Linked DNA regions of Sparus aurata: region 1 is linked to region 2. Evidence: chromatin contacts called from public Hi-C data. All regions are on one chromosome and are shown on one strand. Each heading gives the region's core, a stretch centred on a gene start, on an enhancer-like site or on the middle of the called end of the contact. The rest is flanking DNA. Distances are from core to core; before and after follow the strand shown. Region 1 holds the start of LOC115594574 (clathrin interactor 1-like). Region 2 holds the start of LOC115594826 (transcription factor COE1-A-like).

The links. Hi-C and Micro-C count contacts between places; a contact is called where the count stands out from the background.
Region 1: a contact with region 2 is called in a Hi-C map of skeletal muscle, with 6 times the contacts expected there. The contact joins the promoter of LOC115594574 here to the promoter of LOC115594826 in region 2. A contact is called at or near these places in 2 of 2 Hi-C or Micro-C datasets (skeletal muscle and an unstated tissue).

What each region holds. Positions count from the first base shown.
Region 1 is chr13:3,103,075-3,110,286 of fSpaAur1.1, forward strand. It overlaps LOC115594574 (clathrin interactor 1-like), which reads left to right and starts at 1,892. Exons shown (of 13, transcript XM_030438724.1): 1 at 1,892-2,120; 2 at 5,730-5,803; 3 at 6,803-6,907; 4 at 7,039-7,135. The coding sequence starts at 6,816.
Region 2 is chr13:2,956,174-2,963,428 of fSpaAur1.1, forward strand. LOC115594826 (transcription factor COE1-A-like) reads left to right here and starts at 5,355. Exons shown (of 17, transcript XM_030439079.1): 1 at 5,355-6,056; 2 at 6,601-6,757. The coding sequence starts at 5,929.

The DNA.
Region 1 (7,212 bases), core at 642-3,141, 140 kb after region 2:
TGACAAAAACAAAATCTGAGGACTGTGGATCTTTGGTGGACGAACGTGCTTCCTTTTGTGTTGTGATGGTGTTTTGTTCAATAAAATGGTGATCTGACAGCCAATCCCCCGACTGAAGAGTGCATGATGGAGTCAAAAGTACAACAGACCTCCATGAAATGTAGTGGAGTGAAACTAAAGAAAGTACTGCGAAGTTGTACTTAAATACGACACAGACACTTTGATGCAGTACTAAACTTTAATCACTGGAGGGAGGCATTTCAATCTGTATGAAAAGCATCAGGCGAAGGTAAAAATCTAAAGATGAGAAAGTCAAATAAGGTAAATGACTGAAGGCTTTGCTATCAGGTCGTCATGGTAACAATGGTAGAGGGATGGGTGGATGGATGGATGAAGGGTGTTGCTCCTCTCTCTCCTCCATCTCCACCCTTCTCCCTCTTTTCTGTCTCCTCCCTCTCCTCTTCCTCGCGTCTTGTTTGTCTCGTTTTAATCTTTATCCTCACATCTTTTCTCCTCCTCTTTTTCACATCTTCATATTTTTCACCTTTGTGTTCAGTGGCTTGGACGCCCCTTCCATTAGAGGAAACACTCTACGGTGCCATAAACGCTGCCAAATTGCATTTAAATTAGTTGACCAGGTTTGACATCATGAGGGCAGCGGACAAAAACAACAGCAGGATACATTTTTCTGTCTAATCTAAAGGGGCAGGTTGTAACGTGACGTGAAAAATGAGACATTCCTCTTCTCTCTCTGTTGCCTACAAGCCTGTGGACAGTTTGTTAAAGTACTTTAATGCTGCTGGACTGTGTATTTCTTTGGTTCAGCTATTCAGCGACAGTCCAAAGGTTGTGACTTTATCCTCTCAGTGCCACAGAAATTCCACAGAGCCGCTTTTAAACTGGGATGGAGGTGTTGTTGTCAAAAGCCTGTATTTCTGTTTTGTCTTGTGCGTACGATGTCAGTGGGTTCACTACGAAATGATAATGAAATAACAAATAAGAGAAAGTTCATGATCATTTCAAAAGAGCACACCACACGTTGTAGAGCTGATAAATAAAGCAAAAGTTACCCATTGAAAAAAAAACAGAGCACAAAGTGTGTGAAACTATCAAGAGACACATCTGCTGAAGTGAAATATAGTTTGTATACTATTGTGAAACAGGACAACCAGCCTGTTTCATCTTTAAAACTGCACTATGTACGTTTTTGAGAAATGATTCAAACTCAGAATTTTCATCTTCACAATATAGAGGTAATAATACAGACTCAGAAATATTTGTTTTTTCGATAACTGAATAAACAAGCTGCTCTCAGAGGAAAATAAAGTCCAAGAACACTGTTTGAAGAACGGTGGCAGGGTCCGCCACATATAAAGAAAGTAAAACAGATTATTTCTTTATTAAACAGACACAGTTCAGTTAACATACACATATACACATATAACAATAACAAAGAGGAAACATTGTCAGGTGCCCAAACAAATAAAATTATATAAAATAAAATAAAATAAAATAAAAGATGTGCGGACGAGGACGGGATTAATACATTTGAAAAATATGTCTGGTATAAAGTCTGGTAATGAGTTTTGTTTTGAAGGTTTGGTTTGGAGTTGGAATGTACGGAAGAGGATTAGGGCCACATGTGAATTTTTTTATCAGAACATTTCATTTGAAGAATATGGATTTTATTAAAAATTACAAACACTGAATAAAAAAAAAAAAAACAGGCATTCTTTTCCAGAGTGCCATAAAAACATAATCTCCATTCAATGGCGCATTATTGCACGACATGTTCTGGTCCACACAGTAAAAACCAGTGAGAGTTTCTTTGCTGAACATGAATATCAGTCCGCGAGCGCAGGCACATCTCGATGTTTCGGTGACGTAGGCAGAGGACGACGTTTCCGTAGCAACTGGGGCCGGACCGTTAACCGCAGCGGCCGCTGTAACGGTACTGACGGAGCTCGTCGAGGAGCAGGGGGGACTGCCGTCGGTAACCGGAGACCACCTGTGTTGCGGGGCGTAGTGACACGGGGGCGACGCAGTATCGAGGCGGCGAGCCCGCAGTTCCGTGCGGAGATGCTGAATATGTGGAAAGTCAGAGAGCTGGTGGACAAAGCGTGAGTACCAGAGCGCAGGTGGAGCTGTTTGTACTAGCTTAACCGCTAAGTGGCTTCCGAGCTAGCCGGCTAGCTAGGCGGCTTTAGCCGGGCAGCATCAGCAGCTTTTATCGCTGACAGAGGAGAGGATACGGGCCGTGACGTCACGGCGATAGCCCCTCAGCTGGTAGCTCCGACTAGCTTTGGCTAGCTGCCAGGCTTCAACCGTGTGGCATAAACAGGAATGTGTGTTCTATGATGCCATCTCACGTTGAATTATTTCCACACTGGACCGCAGAGGCGAGAAAAAAATACGATATTACCAACTGGAAATTCATTTGTTTCCGATCCAGATCGAATGCTATCCAGTTAGCTAATTCCGCTAGCACTGCTAACCCAGGTCGACTCAGGGTGCTGTTTCTGTGAATGCTGCTGCAGAATCACGCCCTGTCCCACCCTGGTGATGCCCGCCACCTCCTCTGTGCATTCACTTTACACTATGTCCCAACTAGAAAGCTGGACACCAACGATAGCAAGCCAAAGCCGCTGGATAATTGTTTGTGGATGGTCAAGATCATGCAAATTAGCATCCAACCATGTCTCACAGTGTTGCACATTGCTACACCGGTCCAACGAGGCCCAAGCCCCCCTGGTCCCGGGCAGCAAGACAACAAAGCTTGTTAGCCAAACAGACCATACAGTAGTAGCTAATGCTGGTGCTGCAGCCTCCCACATTGTTTTGTCTGTCTGAACACTAGACAACGCATGCTTGTTTGTGCTGTGTGTCTTTGTGATTTCTATTGTTACAAGTGTAATGTGCAGTGGTTATTTTAGTGTAACCCAGAGGAGGGAGAACAACAGCTTCAACCAAATCACAAGAATAACTGTGCTGAGTAAAACCTGAAACCACAACAATCTGCACCGCTGCAAAAAGACTAATTCCTGACTTTAACAAGCAGATTTGACTGAGATAACTTACGTAAACCTGTTTCTTGGAAGAAGTTATTTAATTTAATGACTACTTAATGAAAACAACTTTTGATGTGGATGAGGTCTAGGTTTGTGGCAGCTACAACAGGAAACTATCATCACATGTTTCGTACTGCAACAATAACACAATTACATTAAGCGCATGAGAGATCATAGTAGGTTCAGTTCAAAGGTATCTCAAACAGACATCAAGCCTCATGTAAAGTTAAGGAACATATGTGAACTTCCTATATGTATAAGAATAATCATCTTGGCTGATAGTGACTACTGCATCGTGCTCCTCTTAAATGTTGCCTCTAAGCTCTCACAGTTTCTTGTAAGAATCGCTTGATACCTCATTTTTATTTTCATTATCAATACTACACCGTTGAATCTGCAATAACATTATATATAATAATCTCATTTCTGTGTCAGACTGTTAAAAAGTTGTTTGTGTAGTTGTATTTTTTTTTATCGAGTCCTTTATATAGATTATAGAGCTACAGATAGTTGCACAACCTGTTACATGGAATCATCCGCACAACATAAAAAAATTTGTTTAATTTGCACTCTCAAGTTGCACACAAGTTGCACTCTCTAAAAAGCCTCCATTGAATATAGAAGAAGTTGTTTTTGGTTGTGGTTTATTCTGTTTTATAGTTGTGTTGCTAATAAGTTTCAGTTCACTGTCACTCCTTTAGCATTTTAAGGTTTTACAACTGGAGGAAAGCTCATTTCGATTTTGTTTTTGAAATTTGACTGTCATATTTCAGATACATTTCAGTTGGGTTGACATGCTTGTTTACAGAAACAGTAAAGATGCCAAACCCAGTTTAGTCACTTTAGATCACTCTGTCCAGAACAACAGCTGAGCCATAATTGTGCCTTTACAAATTTGTGTTCAGCTTTGATTGATACTTCAAAAGTCGCCTTCTTCTAGGAAGTTATGTTTTCACCCGTGTCTGTTCACGGACAGATCCAGCATTTTTTATTCTCACCTTCTTGGATTTCTTGAACATTTCAACATTTGGTTAATTTGTTAATATTTGTTGATAAATGGATTTTGATTAAAAAATCTGGTGTATTTAGGTGGCTGGTCTCTATGAGTGAGTAAAGAAGGGGACTGTTGTGCCTTGGTGAAGGTATGCACTCTACTGAGTGCCTTTCTGTTATAACTACATGATTGTTACAGTGTTCAGGTAGAAGTTTCTCAGGGTAAACTGGACTGATTTATACAGAGGTTTGCACAGCCCTTTGACAAACATGAGGGGGAATAATCAGTAATACTAATCAGTAATAAACATATGGTACTGTTGACTTAACACCTCTCAGGAAGTTTTAATCAACATAAACATATGTTTCATGAAGGTAGACTTGTGGTGGATTTCGTGATTTCAAACAACACAATCAGGTGATTCCAGCTCGACAGCATCTCATTTAGTTAGTTTTGTGTTCTTCTTTTGTTGATATTTACTCACCTCTTTAAACTATCCAGTTTTTTTTCTGTGTTTTTGGTTAATTAATTGCTGGAGGGTTCAGCTCCCTGTGGGTTGTTATTGTGCACTTGCATTGGAAAGGTTAAATGCAGGCTTACAGTAAATACATACTGTGTGGGTGCTGTATTGGCTCAAAATGTACTGCACTTACTGTATCCACACAACACTAAAACCTTGGAAAAACACTAAAGAAAAACACACTGCACAGTTATAAGGAGAGTACAGTTTTGTACACTTGTGCTTTACAAAATGCATCTTTAATTTTAGGGCGATTGATGGAATCTTGCATATCTTTTTCTCTCTATACCTCTTTAAATATAGATAAGAGTGACAATACAGAAGAGGAGGTGTTTGTTTTTTGTATTTTGCAAGTCACATTTCTATTTTCCACATCTACATTTTCCATGCATGGTGAAAACAAATTCAAAGTAAGGACGCTCACATGAAAAAGTCATATTTTACTTTGACTGCCTGCTCACAGTTGGAGACTCTGCGTTCTCCAGTTGGCTCTGCCTTTTAAAGGACCAATTATACGACAAATGCGATAAGGAAGAAAGAGGAAGCTGATGGAATGAAGCTATGAAGGAGAGATGAGTGAAGAGACCAAAGTAAGAAGATAAGAAGAGAGAATATATCGAAGTAGCACAGACGGAGAGCTCAGCAGAGCTTTAGATGGAGTAATAGACACCAGCTCCCGTCAGCTGTTGGTTGTGCCTGACTGGGCATGATGAATACACTCTATTATTGATCTACCTCAACAGAGCTGGCAACGGCGGCCTCGCTTTTTCCTGCAGATTAAGAGTCACGCTATTATGGAGCTCTCGCTGTCTGTGTCTGTCTTATCTGCTGACAATAACAGTCAAAAGCGGCTCCTGTAATGTACAGATGCCTCTTACTCTCCGTTTGCTGCGAGGGTGGCAGAGCTCAGAGGAGAACGAGACAGAGAGGAAGGGAGTGAGAGCAACTGCTGAGGAATAGAGTGATGACAGGAGTGAAAACTGGTGAGGAGCAGGAGATGGAACAGAAGAAAAACTAATGTGAAGGAAGTAGGAATTTGAGGGAAAAGGGGTGAATGACAGGGTGAAGAGGCAGCAGGTAAGACAAGAGTCATGGCGGAGAGGAAGAGGTGTGATTCAGCTGGAGTGCTTTGATTGTGTTTTTTTAGGCAGGGGTCTGCAGAGCAAGCCGTGTCCATTCAGAGAGACACCAAACACACACAGGAAACAAACACAGCAGCAGGTGAGCCCACAAAAAACAAAGAGGGCAGGAAGCAGGAAGACGTTGCTCATGGGGAGGGTTGGCTGTGTTTACCTCTGCTGCACACACACACACACACACACACACACACATACACAGATGGATATACACACCCTGCTCAACTCACTGTGCTTGTGTGCGTGCACGTGAATGTCTGTCCTCTGAAGCGCGGTGGTCAGAACGGAGGCTTTTAGGAAGCTGTCATTCATTATTCAGTGAGCTGGAATTCTCCTTACTCGATTTTCATTGTGTGTTGTGTGTATGACACATACATGACTGTAGTTATTGTGTTAATCCTGTCCTCCACAGTTATTCTGAGTTTGAGTGTGGGCTGTTTGTAATGCCTCACTCATAAACACACAGTGTGTAGAGAGTGTGTGTAGAGGTGAGATATGATGATGGTGATGCTCTTGCTAGCCGGAGAGATTGTTTGTCATTTAGTAGTTGCCCCCGTGTTGAGCTGTGTAAATATGTGAATGTGTGGGTTTCAAATCGTGTTTTCGGTCTGCGTGACCTATTGAAATGTGATGAGAGAGTGTGAAGGGAATTATTTGCTGATTTCAACATTTGCTGCAAGACCGACTGACCAAAATTGTAATAACTAGAATAGCATTCAGAACTCTTAGATACCAGCTACCTAAATACACATGATTTTTTTTCACATCAATCCGTGCATTATTCCCTGGGAGATTAATGAAAATGTTAAAACAAACACCCTCTTGCAATGTTAAAGAAAGTGACTGGTTCTGTCCTTCTCTGGACCAAAAGTTAATGTGGTCTTTGGTGGTTTGTGTGTGTAATCTTGCTGACAAACAGACAGACCGACACAGGTGAAAACATAACCTCATAATAAGCATTGTGTTTACAGAAAGTCAGCAGAAAGATAAGAAGGAAAAGCCACCTACATGTTTGAAATATTGATGGAGAACAAAGATTTTAATGCACATAATTTATGTAGGAAATATTTGTTTCTATCAACAGCACTAATGTGGTGATGAACTACTCAGAGATCGAGTCCAAGGTGAGAGAGGCCACCAATGACGACCCCTGGGGACCCTCCGGACAGCTGATGGGAGAAATAGCCAAGTATGAGTAACACACACACACACACACACACACACACACACACACACACACATTAGACCTGATAATGCTTTTGGTTTACCGGTGTGGTTTCTCCAGCTTTATAATCTTTGTGACTGTGTTCATGTGTTTAGATCTACCTTCATGTATGAGCAGTTCCCAGAGGTGATGAACATGCTGTGGACCAGGATGCTGAAAGACAACAAGAAGAACTGGAGACGAGTCTACAAGGTAAGTGTGCCGGTGTTGTGTCTGTGCTGTGATCTCTGTTTGTGCCTGTATGAGTGAACAAGAGAGTGATGGACTAA
Region 2 (7,255 bases), core at 4,105-6,604:
TCCATCCCCAGACCTCCATCATCCCCTGACCTCCTCCATCCCCAGGCCTCCATCATCCCCAGTCCTCCATCATCCCAGACCTCCATCACACCCAGACCTCCATCATCCCCAGACCTCCATCACACCCGACCTCCTCCATCCCCAGACCTCCTCCACCCCCAGGCCTCCATCATCCCCAGCCTCCATTACACCCAGACTCCTCCATCCCCAGACCTCCTCCATCCCAGACCTCCATCACAACCAGACCTCCTCCATCCCCAGACCTCCTCCATCCCCAGACCTCCTCCATCCCCTGACCTCCTCATCCCCAGACCTCCATAATCCCAGACCTCCTCCATCCCCTGACCTCCTCCTCCCCAGACCTCCATCATCCCCGACCTCCCTCCATCCCCTGACCTCCATCTCCCCGGACCTCCATCATCCCCTGACCTCCATCCCACACCCGACTCCTCCATCTCCCGACCTCCTCCATCCCCAGACCTCCATCATCCCCAGACCTCCTCCATCCCCAGGCCTCCTCCATCCCCAGACCTCCATCATCCCCAGACCTCCTCCATCCCCAGACCTCCATCATCCCCAGACCTCCTCCATCCCCAGACCTCCTCCATCCCCAGACCTCCATCATCCCAGACCTCCTCACACCACCATACCTCCTCCATCCCCAGACCTCCATCACACCCATACCTCCCTCCATCCCCCAGACCTCCATCACACCCAGACCTCCTCCATCCCCAGACCCTCCTCCATCCCCAGACCTCCATCATCCCCAGACCTCCATCACACCCAGACCTCCTCCATCCCCAGACCTCCATCATCCCCTGACCTCAATCATCCCCAGACCCTTCTCCATCATCCCCCAGGACCCTCCATCATCCCCGGACCTCACATCCCCAGACCTCCATCATCCCCGGACCTCCTCCATCCCCAGGCCTCCTCCATCCCCAGACCTCCTCCATCCCAGGCCTCCATCATCCCCAGACCTCCCCTCCCCCCCGACCTCCTCCATCCCCAGGCCTCCATCATCCCCACACCTCCTCCATCCCCAGACCTTCTCCATCATCCCCAGACCTCCATCATCCCCAGACCTCCATCATCCCCAGACCTCCTCCATCTCCACACCTCCATCACACCCAGACCTCCATCATCCCCACACCCTCCATCACACCCAGACCTCCTCCATCCCCAGACCTCAATCATCCCCAGACCTTCTCCATCATCCCCAGACCTCCTCCATCCCCAGACCTTCTCCATCATCCCCAGACCTCCATCATCCCCGGACCTCCATCATCCCCAGACCTCCTCCATCCCCAGACCTTCTCCATCATCCCCAGACCTCCATCATCCCAGACCTCCATCATCCCCAGACCTCCATCACACCCCGACCTCCTCCATCCCCAGACCTCCATCATCCCCTGACCTCCTCCATCCCCAGGCCTCCATCATCCCCAGTCCTCCATCATCCCCAGACCTCCATCACACCCAGACCTCCATCATCCCCAGTCCTCCTCCATCCTCAGACCTCCATCATCCCCAGACCTCCTCCATCCCATGACCTCCATCATCCCCACACCTCCTCCATCATCCCCAGTCCTCCTCCATCATCCCCAGACCTCCTCCATCCCCAGACCTCCATCATCCCCAGACCTCCGCCATCATCCCCAGTCCTCCTCCATCATCCCCAGTCCTCCTCCATCATCCCCAGACCTCCATCATCCCCAGTCCTCCTCCATCATCCCCAGTCCTCCTCCATCATCCCCAGACCTCCATCATCCCCAGTCCTCCTCCATCATCCCCAGTCCTCCTCCATCATCCCCAGACCTCCATCATCCCCAGTCCTCCTCCATCATCCCCAGTCCTCTGCCATCATCCCCAGTCCTCCTCCATCATCCCCAGTCCTCCTCCATCATCCCCAGACCTCCTCCATCCCCAGACCTCCATCATCCCCAGTCCTCCTCCATCATCCCCAGTCCTCCTCCATCATCCCCGGACCTCCATCATCCCCAGACCTCCTCCATCATCCCCAGTCCTCCTCCATCATCCCCAGTCCTCCTCCATCATCCCCAGACCTCCATCATCCCCAGTCCTCCTCCATCATCCCCAGACCTCCATCATCCCCAGTCCTCCTCCATCATCCCCAGTCCTCTGCCATCATCCCCAGTCCTCCTCCATCATCCCCAGTCCTCCTCCATCATCCCCAGACCTCCTCCATCCCCAGACCTCCATCATCCCCAGTCCTCCTCCATCATCCCCAGTCCTCCTCCATCATCCCCGGACCTCCATCATCCCCAGACCTCCATCATCCCCAGACCTCCATCATCCCCAGTCCTCCTCCATCATCCCCAGTCCTCTGCCATCATCCCCAGTCCTCCTCCATCATCCCCAGTCCTCCTCCATCATCCCCAGACCTCCTCCATCCCCAGACCTCCATCATCCCCAGTCCTCCTCCATCATCCCCAGTCCTCCTCCATCATCCCCGGACCTCCATCATCCCCAGACCTCCTCCATCCCCAGACCTCCATCATCCCCAGTCCTCTGCCATCATCCCCAGACCTCCATCATCCCCAGACCTCCATCATCCCCAGACCTCCACCCTACTGACAATCTGTGGAGCGTCTGTAAAACAATCTCTATGAGGGCGGGCGAGAGTTTACCTCTGAGCAGCACTTCTGGCATTGTCGAAGGAAATACAGGCAGAAACTTTACATGGACGTATAGAAATAAACTCATAAACATTGTATGTACATAATGTTTTAGGGTGATATGAAAGAAGGGCTCCTCTGTTGATGCACGTGATGTTTCTGATTGATAACAAACTTTGATTTTTTAGAAAAATGACCTCCTGATGTCAAAAAATATGACTGACTCCTGTTTTCAATCCTTTTCTTCCGTTTTACAAAATCATTTGGAACTAATTTGAGGAATTAAAATCTGTTTGACTGCTAATTATATGTGCTATTTAGGAAAAGAAAGAACAAAAACAGTAAAAGCATAATTATTTAGAACACAATGTTATTCAATAGATCTGCTTTTATCATGATATGTACTAAAGATTAAAACTTATAACAAAAACCCTAAATTTGACATTAAAAAGGAGAAAAGGAAACAATTTAAAACATGCGAAAAGATTAAAAGAAGCCAAAACCTACATGAAAGAGGTTTTGTTGGTGTAGGATATCAACATGACAGCTGTGTGGTTTCATTCAATCATTCAACCTTTATTTGAATCAATGATGTCGACAGCACGAATAAAAAGAAATAAAACAGAATTGGTGCCAAAATGTGAAAACAAAGAAACAGAATACAAATGAAAAGAAACTGCAGCAAACGACCACGAAGAAACACAAATCAAACAGACGACAACCAGACAGACAGGAAGAAGTTAGAAATGTTAGAAAAGAAAGAGTCTTTTTTCCTTGACTGATGTTCAGAGTTTTAATAAGTTAATAATAAGAGTCTTTAGTTTCATGGAAGTTGTTGAACCAGCTGGACGAAGTGTTTAATGAAGTCTGTTCTGTGCGCAGCTGCAGTACTCAGACGGAAGATGGCGCTGTTGGGCTGTTTTTAGAGCGCGCGGGAGCTGATGCGGGAGACGACCCGCAGCTGGAGGCGCGCGCGCGCGCACACACACACACACACACACACACACACACACACACACACACACACACACTGTGCACATTGAGTTTATACACGGTGTTCATCTTTAATCTTTCGGGCTCCTACAGATTTATTATTATATTTTTTATTATATATTTTTTCTGTTATGATTTAATCTCGCGTTTGAAATCTTTACATTGTGATTTTTAATGCAGATTAAATATCAGCTGATCTTCACAGTGAGCTGTGGACACTGCTGGTATTTGTTCATTTGTCTCATGTTTAAAAATCTTTCAGCATCTTCAGAATAAATTAAATAATATTTCAGGGTTTATTCATCGATAATGTAATTTCCTAACAATTTAACAGGAAACATCTGATTTATTATAAATTATATTTTATAATTATTTATTTTTGTTGCAAGAGAATAAATTGTATTTTTATGTCTAACACCTGAAGCTTTACATTAATAGTTTAATTTGTCATATTTCCTCGCACGAGCCCGCAGAGACAAACCTCCTGTTGGTTTCTATATTTTAATTGTTTAAATTGAACACGTGCTCGGATCGATTCGCACACACACCTCTCTCTCTCTCTCTCTCTCTCTCTCTCTCTCTCTCTCTCTCTCTCTCTCTCTTCTATATGCAGGAAACTGGAGCAGAAAAGACTTTTATTCTCCATAATCAAGGTCAGGAGCGTTTTTCAATAACCTTTGGGAATTAAACCCTGGAGCGGCGCCAGATCGTCCTGCCAATCATCCCCACAGCCGGCTGAATAATACACAAGTTGTTGACCTTTTGCACCTCTGCGGATCGATACTCTGCAGCTTTATGTTATTAAAAATAATTTAGATTAAATAAAGAGTTGACGTGATTATCTATTAATACGTGTGTTTGGGTTTGGATTCCCTCTCGGCGGCGTGATAAATAGTTTGGAATAACAGATGGTGCTGCAGGAGACAAAGCGGGGATCTGGTAGCAATTATCCTCAATTATGTTCATTGTTATTTTGAGCTAATTATTGTTATTGTCGCTTTTGTTTGTGCGTCTTGCGGCGCGAGGCTGCAATAAGGAGGCCCGCGGAGGACAATGAGGAGCAGAGAGATGTTGTGGCTTTTCTATCCGAGCCGGACCGGTTCGTCTAAATTAAACCTCCGTGGAGATGTTCCGGCTTCAGATCAGAACCACAGAGTGTCTGCAGAACATCAGCTGAGCTTCAGCTGTGGGATCAGATCGGCCTGATCGATCTCTTCTTCGTTTCATGGTTGAGAATGAGAAATAATATTGTGTTAAAGTTCCGATCAGATGCTCCAAAAGTAATTCAGTAGTGTGTGTTTAAAATATATATATATATTTTCATAATAAAAGCATGTTTGAGATAATTAATGTGGTTGTGTTTGTGCGTCCTGATGAAGAGCAGCTGAGCAGCTTCCACAAACTTTCGCGGGCGATTTTTAAAGAATAAATCTAATAAATCTAAACATTTGCAGAGAAGAGACGTTTCTGCAAAGTCTTAGTCAAACAAGGAGAGAGGACAGAGGACAGAGGAGAGGAGAGAGGACGGAGGACAGAGGAGAGGAGAGAGGACGGAGGACAGAGGAGAGGACAGAGGACGCAGGACGGAGGAGAGGAGCTCCGTGCCGCTCCACGGCGCGCACCGGACCTCACTCTTTGTTTGGGGGCGTCTCCTCTCCTCTCCTCTCCTCCGGTCCCCTCCCCTCCCTCTCTTCCCATCCCACCTCCCTCCCTCTCTCTCTCCCCCCGGGGCGGGAGAAGCTCGCGTTTGGTTCTCAGAGAGAGAGAGAGAGAGAGAGAGAAGGGAGAGAGAGTCCTTTGGGAAGAGTCACAAAGCGTTTTCCTCAGAGAGGGAGCGGAGAGGCGAGAGCTCGGGAGTCATCCGAAGGAAAGCAGCGCTGCTCCGGACACCACAGAGCGCCCGACGCGTCCCGGACCGCTGGACTGAGGGAGAGGAGGAGAGAAAGCGAGAGAAAGAGGAAGAAAGAGGCGTCAGATGATGATGACATCTGATCTGGGTGATAGCTGATCTCTCTGTTCTGCCTGACAGCTTTAACTGTGGATCTCAAAGCGCTCCAGGAGAGACTTTTCTAACACCTCCTCACTCCTCACAACTCTCCACTGGCGATTTTAAACCCGCGTTTTAAGTGTTCGGACAGTTTTGGACCCGCTACGATGTCCCGTCAGTTTTAACACGCGCTCCTTCAGGACAAGAATTACGAGCCGCTTTGGTTTTTCCCTGCAGCACATTGAGCCCGCGTCGCTTCAGGATCTACAGGAGGACAAGTGCACAGCAGCGAGCCACGGAGGTCTGTTCATGTTTGGGATCCAAGAGAGCATCCAGAGAAGCGGCAGCAGCCTGAAGGAGGAGCCGCTGGGAGGCATGAACGTCCGGAGCTGGATGCAGGGGGGCGGCGTGCTGGACGCCAACACGGCCGCCCAAAGGTGAGCTCTGCCCGGGTGGAGACGGAGACGAGGTGGGGTCTTCTGTCAGGATCCTGTGACCTGATGGGAACAACTCTGGATTTTAACTGCTGCTAATTAAATTTTTTTTCAGCTGTATAATTTAGAGACAACGTGCTGAACAGTTAACAGCAACATGTGCCGGTGCCACTGATTTTTACGCACAGCTGTCTGAGGTTTAATGAAGCCAAAAGGAGGCAAATACATAAATCAGGCCTGTGCTCTGGGTTTACAACGAGGAGATGAATCTTTGTAAAACAGATTCATGGCCACAAAATTCTGATTTCTGATCCAGAAAGCCAGAGATGTGACGAGACCAGCAGACAGACACGTGTGGTTTAATTCTATAAATCAAATAAAACAAATCCTGGTCAAATCAAGAAAATAATAATAATGATAGTAATAATAATAATAATAATAATAATAACAGATTTGCTGCTTATATTTCTTTGCTCTTGTAAACTTGTATCGCCTCCCACGACATTCCCCTCTAACACCGACTGATCCTCCGCCCGTGTGTCCGCAGCGGAGTGGGTCTGGCCCGGGCGCACTTCGAGAAGCAGCCGCCCTCCAACCTGCGCAAGTCCAACTTCTTCCACTTCGTCCTGGCGCTGTACGACCGGCAGGGTCAGCCGGTGGAGATCGAGAGGACCAACTTCGTGGACTTCATCGAGAAGGAGAAGGTGGGGACAAAAAAAAAAACATTTTATCTTTTTTGTAGATTTAACATTTTAATTTTTAAAGGCCTCGTTATTCAGATTATTTACAGAAACACGTGAATAAAACAAATAAATTGCTGTGTTTAACATGTATTATTACTGTTATTATAATCATTATTATTAATATGTTTTAAATCAGATTTGAAGCACACACTCTCTCTCATGAAATCCTTCGATCCAGTTCTTCTTCTGATAAATAATAAAACCTGTTTAAATAGTTTTAATTCGCAGCTGATTGAACATGAACCACTTGTTCCCGAGCGCACTGCGGCGGGCAGCGCGCGCCCCTCATCAATTATCACACCGGTTTAAATTAGACATAATTCACTGTGTGGATTTTTATTCGCCCTCCAAACATAAACCAGTAATTACAGAAGAATTACAGAGAAGAAGCCACAATAACAGCGTGATTACACGCCGAGGAATTACAGAGCTGCTCCGCGTAATGTGACCACCGCGCGT